Linked DNA regions of Mus musculus: region 2 is linked to region 1. The links are chromatin contacts, called in public Hi-C maps. All regions are on one chromosome and are shown on one strand. The core of a region is the stretch at or near the end of the contact, and the rest is flanking DNA. Distances in the headings are between cores, read along the strand shown.

Region 1 (6,614 bases), core at 1,569-4,068:
AGCTACACTCTGAGGAACAGGCTGCAAACTGAGATGTGTTGAAACACACAAAGTCTGCATTGAGACACCTAACCCTCCTCTACTAGATCTAGGCAGACTAAAAGAACTCTGGGGCTAGGAATAATAACTGAAGGGAAGGAGCAAGCACCAAGGCAAACTAGCCTCATTCAGGCAGCCAGTTTCTCTCCAAATTCATCTCAACTCCCTCTTGAGGCCTCTTCTGTCTGAGGAGAGCAGAGTGGCTCTCCTCAGAACTGGGGCTCAAAGTGTAAAATATCAATCAATACAAGAATACAATCAATACAAGAATACTTAGGGTGCTTCACTTTAGACCAAAGTAGAGAAATCCGTTGGCTATTTCTTACAAAGCAATGAGACAATTTGGATGAACCTAGATTTTGGCGGGTGGGGGTGGGGTGGCTCATGCCTGTAATCCCAGCACTCAGGAACTCAGATGTAGACAGGAGGATGGTTGTGAATTTGAAGCCAGGTTCGTCTACACAGCAAGTTCCAGACTAGCCAGCACAGCGTCCTGAGATTGTGCCTCAAGAAAACAAAATTAGTAAATGGAACAAGATGTAGATTTGTGTCTGGCTTATCAGGACACTTCAAGCCTAGGTCCCCCCCCCCCCCCCAGCTATAGGTCTCTCTCCTTCCCCTTGCAGCTTTTCCCCTCTCTAGGCTCAGAGCTGCATCCACTTCCCAGGCTACAGGGCACTCATCTTGTGTCCAAGATAAAAGAGGGCCCAGGTCCTATTTATTCCAGAATGATGCTGTTTTATAAATCTCACCTGAGTTTACACTGTTTCTGGGGATTGAGAAAGAAATAGAATGCAGAAAACTTTCCACCACCAGTATGCCTTCAGGACAGGCTTGATTGGCAACAAAGGGGCAGAGAAAGCGCAATCAGATTTTTAATTCTGATTCTGATTTTTAATTTTAATTTTGATTGGTTTTTTTCCTTTTATTAGGGCAAAACAGCTACTCGTGTGGTGTCAGAGCACAGGGACTTGAAATCGAGTCGCTAAAAGGCAATCTGGATTAAAAACCTTGAGATACCGTTGATGCACATAAAAGGGGCAGGAAGCAGTTTAAAGTCAATACAGTAGGGAGGGTCTGGTCTGGTGCAGGCGAGTCCCACCAGGGAGCGTTTCTAATAAAACTCATTCTTCCCCATTCTCTAGGCCTTCCTTAGCCAAGTGGCTGAGAACTAAATCCAGGCAGACTGGAAGGCGCATTACCTGCCTCATTATTCCGCTGTGTGAATGCTGGAGTTTTAATTACACACTTGCTTTTTCTGGGGAAGACCAAAGATCGTATTTTTTAAAGTATCAACTTGTTTTCCATTAGGCAGTTGTTGTAACAAGTTCTTTCAGTGACATGTTATGTCTTTAGGAAGGGATGCTTCAGATGGCGCGCACTAGCACAATTTTGTGGCTTTTAATTACTATTTTGTTCTTTTGGGGGGTTTCAGAGGCTGGCGCCTGGGCGTGATTAGACTGTCTACCAGGCCTGTAACAACCTCCTACACTGTCCACCAGGTGGCGCCACAAAGCAGGCGCTACCGCAATCTTCAAACTTGAGAGTCCATCACTGCGCTGAGTCCATCCATCACCCTTCTTTTGAAAATCCCAACCACCAGAGAGGGGAACTCATCACTTGGAAAAGAAAGAAAGAAAGAAAGAAAGAAAGAAAGAAAGAAAGAAAGAAAGAAAGAAAGAAAGAAAGAAAGAAAGAAAGAAAGAAAGAAAGAAAGAGAGAGAGAGAGAGAGAGAGAGGAAGGAAGGAAGGAAGAAAGAAAGAAAGAAAGAAAGAAAGAAAGAAAGAAAGAAAGAAAGAAAGAAAGAAAGAAAGAAAGAAGAAAAATAAAAATAAAGAAAGAAACCTAGAGAAAGAAATTACAACAGTGGAGTAAGATCCTAGAACACGAAAATGTAAAATAAAGTAGACAAAATAAAACTTCTTATATTTATTGTTTATATCAAGAAAACGTGTGATAATGAATCTTGATAAATCTCTAATATTACTTCAGTATCTCTTTTTTTTTTTCATTCCCCTTTTCATAAAAACACCAATGCAAACGACTTTGAAGGCTGTCTAGTCTGGCCTACCTTTCCCAAGGAGGGAACCTCAGAATCAGTTTCCAGCTAGTGGCTCAGATGTGCGTCATTACTAGAGACCTTTATGTGTATGAGGAAAAGTGATTTCAAATACATTACTAGTAATAATACCTTTGGGCTTATAGAGCTCTTCTCTCAAGCAAAAAGGAAAAACGTTAAACATTATCCAATTAATTGTCGTAATATCTCTGTGGGTAGTTTGGGAAGCATAGGTTATTATACGCGGTTTATGGATAATTTAAATCAATTGCCCGTCAGGTGCAAAGTGGCTGACAAGAGTAGTGCGAGCCAGGCACCTCGAGGAAAAGTATCTGGAGAAAAAGGAGACAGAGCTGGCTCGGCCCTCTTCCTGGCTTTATTTGATTAAGGCGAAGTTGGACAAGAGATGTAAATCGTTAGACTTGGCTCTTGAAAGCAGAGTAAGGTGGGAGACCCCATTTCTTTCCCGGAGCCTTATGTCCTGTTGCGGGCCATCCCGCACCCTATCCAGCTCCAGATCGGGTACCCACTTTCTGCAGTGCTTGTACACGCACCCACCGCGGCCGCCTTGCCCGCCACGTGACACGCGGGTCCCGGGGCCGCCCGGTCGCGGACTCCCGGCGCCCCGCGGCTCATTCCTTCTGATTGGCTGTTGCTAGGTGACGTTGCCCGCGGTCACGTGATAAGTGTTAAATGCCCACCCTGCAGGAGCCTGCCCGGCAGACAATCGTAAAGCTGCTCGGGGGTCGCTCACCTGCTCCCGCCTCCTGGAGCCCCTACCGGGTCTGACCGCTCTTGCCCCCTCCATTGCCCGCCCCCCGCCCGAGCCGGGCCAGGAGCCGAGAGGTCCGAGAGGCCCGGGAAGGATGCGGCCAGCAGCTGCGGTCCCGAGCCACGCACGGTGATCGCCTCCTCCAGGGGAGGAGGCGCCTAGACCGTAGCCTCATTTCTTGTTTTCCTCTCCCTCCCCCTCCCCGTAATTACATTGGTTGCTGGAAGGGACCCGGAGAGATAGACAGAGGAGGCGCCTCGCATCCCCCTCTCGCCCGCCACCCGTGCTCTTTCCTGTCCCGGGTCAGGATGACTGGAGTCTTTGACAGTCTGGTGGCTGATATGCACTCGACCCAGATCACCGCCTCCAGCACGTACCACCAGCACCAGCAGCCCCCGAGCGGTGCGGGCGCCGGCCCTGGCGGCAACAGCAACAGCAGCAGCAGCAACAGCAGCCTGCACAAGCCCCAGGAGTCGCCAACCCTCCCGGTGTCCACGGCTACGGACAGCAGCTACTACACCAACCAGCAGCACCCGGCGGGCGGCGGCGGCGGGGGGGCCTCGCCCTACGCGCACATGGGCTCCTACCAGTACCACGCCAGCGGCCTCAACAATGTCTCCTACTCCGCCAAAAGCAGCTACGACCTGGGCTACACCGCCGCGTACACCTCCTACGCGCCCTACGGCACCAGTTCGTCTCCGGTCAACAACGAGCCGGGTAAGCATCGCAAGCATCTAGGGTGCCCAAGTCACGGGGAGGGACCGGGTAAGCATGGGGTGGGGGGCAGTCCGGAGCTCTAGCCTTGCACTCTGTGCATCTCTTGCTCCCGCCCTGAACTCTGCCCAATCTCCAACTGCACGCGAATCGCAGTTTCTGCCTCTCCACGCTCCGGGGGACAGAGTCGGTGGGCGGTTGGGCCAGTTGGCATGCTGTGGGTAGCGCATAGCTTTGCTGCCCGCCTCTTCTTTCTCTCTTGCACAGCTCCCCCGGGTCCCTTGCAGGGTTCCGTGGCCAGGCCAGTCGGCGCGTGCTGAAGTTGGGAAGGCCTCCTCAAGTCTCTAAAGGCCTCCGCTCCGAACTTTAGGACCGCGGGGTTGGACGGTGGGTGCTCACCACTCACTTTTCGTTGCAGACAAGGAAGACCTTGAGCCTGAAATCCGAATAGTGAACGGGAAGCCAAAGAAAGTCCGGAAACCACGCACCATCTACTCCAGTTTCCAGCTGGCGGCCCTTCAACGACGCTTCCAGAAGACCCAGTATCTGGCCCTGCCAGAGCGAGCCGAGCTGGCGGCGTCCCTGGGCCTCACCCAAACTCAGGTGAGCAAGGTGGGAGATGGCCTGCTTTCTCTAGGAAGCGGGCACGTCCGGAACAACTTTTCAAAAGTATATTTTCACCTGTGCTTTTTTATTCCGGGCAAAGTAAACTTCTAGGCCCAATGCTTAAAACAAACAAACAAACAAAATAAGAAATTTTTTTCAAAGGGGGCAGCCGCATGGGAGGAAAGAAAATGACCCGGGTGGACAGAAATCCCACACTACAACGCCTTTCCACTCGCTGCTGCTAAAGCGGGTTCCATAACTGACCTGACACCGCACTACCCAGAACCTTGGTCACATACTTAGAGCTCATCCATCAGCATTTTGAGATCCCCCCAATGTAGCTAGAAGCAGCGGAGGCCCAGAGCCCAGGTCTGCTCGCCCGCCGTCTCCACTCCACCAACCTCCTGCCCAGGTTCCTGTACTAAAGCTCAGGGCTTTTCCTTTTTTTCTACAAAGGTCAAAATCTGGTTCCAGAACCGCCGATCCAAGTTCAAGAAGATGTGGAAAAGCGGCGAGATACCCACCGAGCAGCACCCTGGAGCCAGCGCTTCTCCTCCTTGTGCCTCCCCGCCGGTCTCGGCGCCAGCATCCTGGGACTTCGGCGCGCCGCAGCGGATGGCTGGCGGCGGCCCGGGCAGCGGAGGCGGCGGTGCGGGCAGCTCTGGCTCCAGCCCGAGCAGCGCCGCCTCGGCCTTTCTGGGAAACTACCCGTGGTACCACCAGGCTTCGGGCTCCGCTTCACACCTGCAGGCCACAGCGCCACTTCTGCATCCTTCGCAGACTCCGCAGGCGCACCATCACCACCATCACCACCACCACGCAGGCGGGGGCGCCCCGGTGAGCGCGGGGACGATTTTCTAACCTCGAGTGGACAGCGTCTGAGACTTGAGAACTGAGACACCGTGTTCTTCAGCACGCGTCCTGTAGCTAGAGGCTCGAACCTACCAGCCCGCGACCGCCACCCACCCAGCGGTATTGGAAGTGGCGACCAGGGGTGACCCGTCGTGGAGCCACTTCTCGCACTGCCACGGAGCAGCCGGAAACAAGGAGGCCTCGTGGGATCCTTTAGTGCCAAGCCTGGCGTCCCTGGCCTCAATTCCGACCTGAGCCCCGGCCACTTTTAGGCCATCCTCGGACTTGTCGCCCCTTCCCAGCCCCCTCAGCGTGATCCTCAGGGTCCTTGGTCTCTTCAGGCCCTGAGCGGGGTCAGGCACTGGGACGCCTTCCCCGCCCTCGAGGCTTCCCGGCTCTCAGAGGCTCCTTTTTTCTCTCCTGCTCCAGGCCTCAGCTCCAGTCCGCTTCGGTTATTGACCTCCTGGGTCCTACTCCACCCTATCACCTACCCCCGTGACCCCCGGGATCCCGCCGGTTTTTTCCCCTCCTGGGGGCTCATGGGGGAGAATTCCCAGCTCTCCCAACTCTTCCCGCCTCCCACTTTCCCCAGGAACACTCCCGTAGCTCCTTCATCCATTGCCAGTGGAGGGTTTTTATTTTTATTTTTTTAAAAGTTTAGGTGCCTTTGCGGATGACCTCATTTTGATGTTAAAAAAAAACTGATTTTTTTAATATGTGGACGCTGCAAAAAATGTGTTTAAATTATCTTTTTTAAGATGAATTAAGGACTATTAGCTCGAACTTCGATGCAGAGTTTGTAAATAAGGGTGTCTGTGCAGATTTCCCCACATTTATTTGTATAAAAATTTCTCATCTTTTCAGACTTTTTTGTAAACCGCCCCCGAGTTGTGAAAGCTGCGACGTAGCAGTGACCTCAGCAGTCCCTATGTTTTCCCCCTTTGAAAATTTTTCTCAGTTAAATTAAGCTACTGATTTGAATTTGTTTTTATCTTGTCCTAAAGTCTTTGTTCTTGAAATGCAAGGTATTTGGGGGTTATTTATTATGAAAGCAACATACTCTTAATGTTGATTTTACAATATGAAGAGATTATTTAAAATAAATTATTGTTTTCATTGGAGTGTGTGCTTTTTCCTTGGTGCCAGGGTTACCTCGGCTCGGACCTTGAGCGGGTCCCCGCCCCGGAATCGGATGAACAAAACTGCACATTTACACCTTTCCGAGGCTGCAATGGCCATGAGATGCGCACAGTCCGAGATGGGTACTACGGCCTCGGTGAAGGGTTCAGCTCCTCCCCCCTCTCCCGAGTCCGCCCGCAGTTCTTCAGCCTAAGGCGGCGTGAGTCACTCAGCGCCGGGCGGCTCCAGCCTCCGCCCGCCTGGTCCCTCTGGCGCCGGCGCCACCGCCCCGCGCCTGGGCGGTCTCCGCCGCGACCGCGTCCACAATGCTAGCCAGGCAGCGCACCCAAGCTGCCATGGGCAACCAAATGCCCAGGACCTAAGCTCTGCAACAGTCTGGGATCAGACTCCTTCAATGGTCCCTCCCTCCATTTGCCCGCCCCCCCCCCCCC
Region 2 (6,614 bases), core at 2,691-5,190, 3.1 Mb before region 1:
TTTCCTTTAAATAGTTACTGTGGGCCACTCAAAGGCAATGGCAGAATATTAATCCTTTTCAGAAAGGAACCAAGGTAGAATAAAATGAGAAAACTCACCCAACCTTGGCTTCACTGGGTCTGGTTGTCTTGAGCTTGGGGCGGGTGGGAAAGAGAAAGGGACTTGGGGGGGCACAATTGGATCCAGTGCCCTGCTAAGCTGTTGCTTGTTCCTGCAATGGAGGCCAGCCAGGTTCCAGGTGGGCATTACTAGTTTCAACCTAGCCCCTGAAGATGGCTTCCCCAGCCAGAAGTCACCAAGAGCTCACTGAAAGCATTAAAAATAACATAACCAAAACCAAAGAGAAGAAAACACACAAATGGGGGACTGGAGGCAAAAGCCTGCAGTGGGTTCTTACTTACCAGGCTCAGGGGTAGAGGGAAGCTCATCCCATTGAGAATACAATTATATTAATAAGATTAGGGGGTGGGAGAGGCGAGAACGGTCTTCCCAGTTATGAAGACTGAGCTCTCAGGCTGAATCACGAACCCTTCTCAAACCCATCATTGCCATATTCTAACAGCCTAGGTCTTCTCCAGTTTTTCTCCTCCCATCTCCTTTCTCCTGCCCCTCCCAGTCCCCTAGTCCACTGCCCCCTGAAGAGCAGTTTGGTCAGAAGAAACCCTCCCCAAAGGCTTTCCTCTCCACCAAAACGTATATTTCCATTTCAGAAAGCAGAAGGAACAAACCCATTTCCAGAGTTTATTGCATTACACATGCGACCAGAACATGCACAGAAAAGCACAGGTTGCGCTTGTACTTCTACCAAACCACAGATGCACCACAAGGAAAGGCTACAAGGCATAAGTCATCAATATTCCATTTCACCAAGGACAATTGCTAAGTTCATTTGTGAAAAGATACATTGTAATGTGCTTTTTAAAGTCCCCCTCCCCCCAAAGCTTGTGGGTTTTCTTAATCTTTTGAAATATATATAGATATAGGTTGTTTGTTTTTTTAAATACTGGATGTTTTCAAAATGCCATGAGTTCATGGGCTAACCACACACAGAGAACTTTTATGTTAGGAAAAACATGGAAAAGTCACATTGCTGGCGGGATAGATGGGTGGGATGCGATGGATACGTTTAGATGGATGTTCTACAGTTCCAATAAGTTAAGACCCAAATGAAAATGCGCAGTAATAGTTACCCTGCATTACGATGAAAAAAAATAAATTACACGTGCTAAGTTTTTTTAATATATATATATATGTATACTCATAGGGATTACAGATCACTTGCAGCACGAACAGAATGACCCCAAAGTCACATTCTAGCAGGAAAACAGAACAGAACAGAACAAAACAAAACAAAAAAACCAAAGAGCAATGAAGGGTTTGTTTCCGCCTTGCCAGTCCTCCAGCACTCAGGCCTGGAACTCGGTGCCCCCTCTCGGATCCTGGCCTCACATGGGCCTCAGACCTAAGAAAAGGTGAGGTTGGCGGTCAGTTCTCGGATTCGATTCTCTCGGCTCATCTTCTTGAGTTTCATTCGGCGGTTTTGAAACCAAATCTTGACCTGCCTGTCGGTGAGGTTAACGCTCTTACTGATCTCTAGGCGGCGCTCGCGGGTGAGGTACATATTGAACAAGAACTCTTTTTCCAATTCCAGCGTTTGGTGCTTGGTGTAAGGGCACCTCTTCTTTCTGCCACTCTTTGCAGTGAGCCAATTGCTGGTTGGAGTATCAGACTTGATTTCCTCTAACAAAATTAAAGGGAGAAGAAAAAAAAATCAAGAATTTTTTTTTCTCTCAGTCCATTCAAATATACCCTTGGCCATGACCCTGCTGCCAGATGGGCTGCTTTGGACAATGCTGGTATTAAACATCACTTACGAAGGTGGGCATGAAGGGGATTGTAAATTGGTACCAATTTAGAACTAAATACTTAACACGATGAATGAAAGGATATTCTGTGCCAGAGGCTGCCTCCTCATATTCTCTCTCTCTCTCTCTCTCTCTCTCTCTCTCTCTCTCTCTCTCTCTCTCTCTCTCCTACACAACTTTTCTGGCTTGCACAAAATGTGACTATAATAGCAAACTTTACAGGATTCCTCCGTCCCCCCAAAAACATTCTAAGCCGTCAGGCCACCAGAAAGAACCATAGCTTGCTTCATCTACCAGTATCTCACTACTGCTCCAGGGCCCCAAGTCGGCCGCTTCTTACCCACCCCTCCTAGGCAGACAAGGAGATCCACAACCAGGTTTATAGGGATGCAGGCTGTTTCAAGAGATAATGAGGAAGCAGGGATCCCTTCTCCACCCTGACTGGGCATTGTTACAGTTCCCCCCTTCCCCCCAGAATTTCCTCAATTTTTCTTTGCTCTCACACAAAAGCCTTCCTCCAGAAATGTAACTCTGTGGCTCACCCGGTAGACAGTGAGGGACAGACTGCAGAAATGGGCGTGGGGGCTCAAGATTCCTTCTTAGAAACCCATATCCCTGGTTCTTTGCATTACCCCAGCCCTAGGTGGGCAATGCAGATCTGTTCTCCCCCTCCTCCGCCTTTGCCCCCTTTGTAGAAGATTGCAAAGCCTGCGGCACTTTCGCCAGACAAAGCCAAGGTTACCTCTGCTTCCCCACCCAAGCACCAACAGGCCAAACCATTTCCTTTCCCTCTTAGATCGCAGGATGCGGGGTGCAAACCCTTGAACACAAACACGGTGTCTTAGGCTACCTTAAAATGATCCCTGGGTTCAAGGCAAAAACTAGGGCTGCAAATCTGAGCCAAAGAAAAGCGGGCACTGGAGCCCTGTTTACAAACGGCTGGTCTCCTTTTAGCTCTTTTGTTGTATTTCGGATCTGGCTCAAGACTGATAAACCCGGCAAGCCTGTCCTCTGCCCAGGCGCCATCAGCTTGGGGCCAGGTCTGGCCGGAGCAGCGGGAGAGAAGCCCCGACCCTTTCAAGGCAGGGATATCCCTTCTAAAAGCCGGGTGGAGCAGCACCTGCGGAGTATGGGCTCTGGGCTCCGCTGCCCGGGCTCTGCTCTGGGCACCCGAGCGCTCCCTTTTCGAGGTTTTACCGGACTGCACGCCCCGCTGGGGTGGCAACTCTGTTCATACCGACCTTTGCTTTCCTTCTCCTGCACTTCGGGACTGGACACGGAAACCTCAGCCAGGCAGCTCCTGTCTTCTGGAAGGCCGCCTTTGGCCTCGGGGCTCTCCACTTGGGAGACTTTAGTGGGCTCCTGGCCGCTCGCGCTTTCGTTCATCTTCTTTTCCATCTGCAGCTGGGCAGCCGAGAGCTGCGGCTTGGCCGCGCCACGAGGGTTGAGCTGGAGCATGACAGTGGAGCTGCCTTCGGGGCTGTTATTGTACTCTTGGGTTTTCCCGGTGGCGTAGGTCTGACTCAGTCTAAAATATCCAGGGACAGGAACCTCGGGGTTCTCAACAGGACAAGACTCGGGGACCAGCCTCTGGTACGAAGGGACCTCGGCAGAAATGAGTTTGTTGCGCTTATCAGAATACATGCAGCAATTGGATTCTTCTTTAATGTTGGCGGTGAATGAGCAAGTGGGGACTTGCTGTGTAACAGGTTGCTCTATTCGACAAGATCTGTTCGGGTCTGTCCAACTGTCTACTTGAGGTATATAAGGATGTACATTCATACCCATATTTTGGTGGTTCACTTCTCTTTTGGCCAAAGACGGGAGCAGTCCACAGGTTTGCATTCCATAGGTCCCCATGTCTGCGCTAGGTGGTGGCATGTACATGCTGGCGCTGCTCGAATAAAAACTGTCACTCCTGCAGGCACTGATCAAGGAATCTACTAAAAAAGTATTAGCAGCAGGAGAGCTGTTGGGAAAGGACATTTTGGGGAGGAATTTGAAGAAGAGAGATTGTGTCCTTTGTAGGCTGACATCGCTAGGAAAACATTCCCGGTGTAATTGTGGATGCCTCTGCCGACCACATGACAACCAAGCCAATGAGATTTGAAAATGGCCTTGAGCCGCAGCCTCCTTGCAGGTCACGTGTTCCCCAGCCCGGCCGGCTGGCCGCGTAAGCACGGACAACAGCGACATCTACTAAGCGCCTGTGATAGTGCGCGTTGGAGACAACCGGCCCAGAGCTCTGCTGCCGGCCAGCCTGTCTCCCGGGGCTTGTTTGGCCGGCCGGCCTGCCCCACTCGAGTCCCCCACCCGGCCACCGGGCCCCGCCAGCGGAAGGAAAGGCTTGATTCGAGGGGCCTCCGGGAGGACACGCGTACTGAGGAAAGTCAGAGCGCTGTGGCGCCTGCTCACAGAAGCGCTCTCCCTGCACATACCCAGGCAGAACGCGCCCAAGAGGGCCGGTTCCCAGGAAGGGATAGGGGCGCGGGCTGGTTAATTTAGTACTGGGCAGCCAGGAAGGTGAGTCCGATTTCTCTAGTTCGGAAACATCCCTCCCTAGGGTTCCAAAGGGGGCTGTGTGAAAATCTTCAGTGCAAAGATTGGACCAAGGTGTCGGGGAAGCACTGGCGAATAGGGCCCCGAGGGTCGAGAGGCCACCACGCAGCTGGGCAAACCCGAAGCTCGGATGATGGTTCCAGCCCGTAGCTACCCCCTCCTTAGATCTTTCTGCTAGAACTAAGGGGGGGGGGGAATCGGCACCCACGAGCTCCTGGAGCCTTGACTCTGAGAGTAACCACACCCTGACCTTTGAGGACCGGCCGCTGGGAGCTTCCTAGCTTGGAGATAATCCTTCGCCAGCCGTTCCCTATTCGCGAAAGCGTCTCTCCGGCTCCCAGAAACAGCTAAAGCCAGATTTCCTTCCCCTGATAACACAGGGCAGAGAGAAAGGAAGGGAAAAAGAAATTTTTTTTCAAAAGAAAAGGGAAAACTCTGATCCCCGGACTCCACAAGTTTTAGAAAACCGGGCCAGAAGAAAAAATAAAAATAAAAAGAGGAGAGAGCAAAGCAAACTTGTCATTTAGATCTTCTGCAAAGAAAAATATGTTTTCCTTTTATGGATTTTGTAAAAGCATTGGTTTCTGACAAGTGCAAGGTACAAGGGGTTGTGGAATTTATTAATACATATTAAGAAGAATCAGGGCGATCAATAAAATTCTCATCTACATTCTTGGGCTACTTGGTAATTTTCTTGCTTCTGAAGGTTTTTAAAGAGTTATACCCGCTGTTGCCACAAACGGGAAGATATTTTATTAACAAATCAATCGAGACTTTGTAAAGGATAAGATTAATAGTTAAGATTTAGCATAATGGCGTTTGCTTTATGAATTATTGAAAATTATACTATTGATTTTTCCCCTCCGCTACTAACCAAGAAGGTCAATTTTTGTTTTAACACAAATCGTCAAATATTAAAAGCTATACTTTTGTCAGAAGTTAAATTTTATAGTTTTGGACGATCCCTAAAATTCTTTGACAAGGTTTTGTTTGGGCAAGAAGGGAATAAAGAGGGAGAGTCTAAGTCTTCCGTTTCCTCTGGTGAGGGAAAGTTTTATAAAGAGGATATGGTCTGGGGTTGTGGTCCAGCTCATTAAAGAACAACCACTGCCACAACCACCGTGGAAACTCAGAATTTTATGAGAAACTTGAACAACTTCCTCCCTTCTTCTTTGGTTGCAGGCGGCGAGCCGCCTTGCGGAAGCCCGGGGCCTTAGGACAGCAGCAGGGAGCTTTAACCTTGATTTCCAAAGACTTGCCCTGGACCAGAGGCCCTGCCTGTGTGTGGGAGCCGTCCTTCGGCCTTCCGGGTCCCGTTCCCGGCAATCAAGAAAGTAAAACGGACCCGGAAACTGTGACCGTGAACCAGCTCCCAGTCGGAAAAGACATCTGTGTTCCCTTCTCCCACATTCGCCCAGGAATGGGCTGGCCTTGGATTTCAGGCCCAGAGACTGAACTTGTGGATAAATCTGTTTTCCCCTCAACAGAACATTTCTGTGGGGTTCGATGCTCTTTAAGGAGCCCTCAGCGTTCTGGGGGACCTAGTTGCTCTTTTCAAAAAAAAAAAAAAATCACTCACACCCCAGCAAAGTCCTTTGTCCCCCTCCCTCCCCTAAAGGAATTTCTCCCGGCCTGATGAAAACAGGCTTGGAGGTTATTTTCGGCCTTGGGACCGATTGGCTAGTCTCCTCTCAGTGCCCTCGCCCAAACAATAACCCCTTTTAAAAAACTCCACGGTGGCAATGAGACAGACCTTTTAAACCTTTACGCAGCTGTTCAAATACAACATCATTGTCAGGTTAAAGCCTGGAGCCTCTCACTGCTCTGGCTGCTGCACCCCGGTGGTGGAGCCGGAGATTTAAACATTACCTTTCTACAGGGGTGGCTATTTTTAAGCTGGGGAGGGGATGAAGGGTGTTAAGTAAGGCATAGGGGGAAAAAGAACTTTTGTTCCTAAGTTGCTAAGATCTTGATCAAACCTAACAACCACTGATTAGCACCTCAAAATTTTCCTTTTTACATTGTGGCGATCAAATTCTGAGCTACAGCTAAATATGCCCAGAGCTGAACAATGTGCCCGCAGCACAGCTCTCGGCAGTCCCCCTGACGCCAGCTTGGCGCTTAGGCATTGTGTTGCTTTGCATCTCGGCCAGGAGAGCTAGCTGCCCAGGTTTCCACTGCCAAATTTTC

What was found. A called contact is a pair of places that touch in the nucleus more often than the background predicts.
Region 2: a contact with region 1 is called in a Hi-C map of induced pluripotent stem cells, with 19 times the contacts expected there. The contact joins the promoter of Hoxd10 here to the promoter of Dlx2 in region 1. A contact is called at or near these places in 5 of 39 promoter capture datasets (cranial neural crest, embryonic stem cells, frontonasal cranial neural crest and 1 more), 26 of 484 Hi-C or Micro-C datasets (cerebellar granule neurons, cerebellum, differentiating embryonic stem cells and 7 more), 5 of 115 datasets of contacts at active chromatin or transcription factors (embryonic forebrain, embryonic midbrain, embryonic stem cells and 1 more) and 2 of 9 other capture datasets (embryonic stem cells and embryonic trunk).

Annotation. Positions count from the first base shown.
Region 1 is chr2:71,542,958-71,549,571 of GRCm38.p6, reverse strand. Dlx2 (distal-less homeobox 2) reads left to right here and starts at 2,818. Exons shown (of 3, transcript NM_010054.2): 1 at 2,818-3,588; 2 at 4,004-4,188; 3 at 4,648-6,164. The coding sequence starts at 3,180. The coding sequence ends at 5,052.
Region 2 is chr2:74,689,217-74,695,830 of GRCm38.p6, reverse strand. Hoxd10 (homeobox D10) reads right to left here and starts at 3,940. Exons shown (of 2, transcript NM_013554.5): 1 at 3,107-3,940; 2 at 725-1,740. The coding sequence starts at 3,851. The coding sequence ends at 1,463.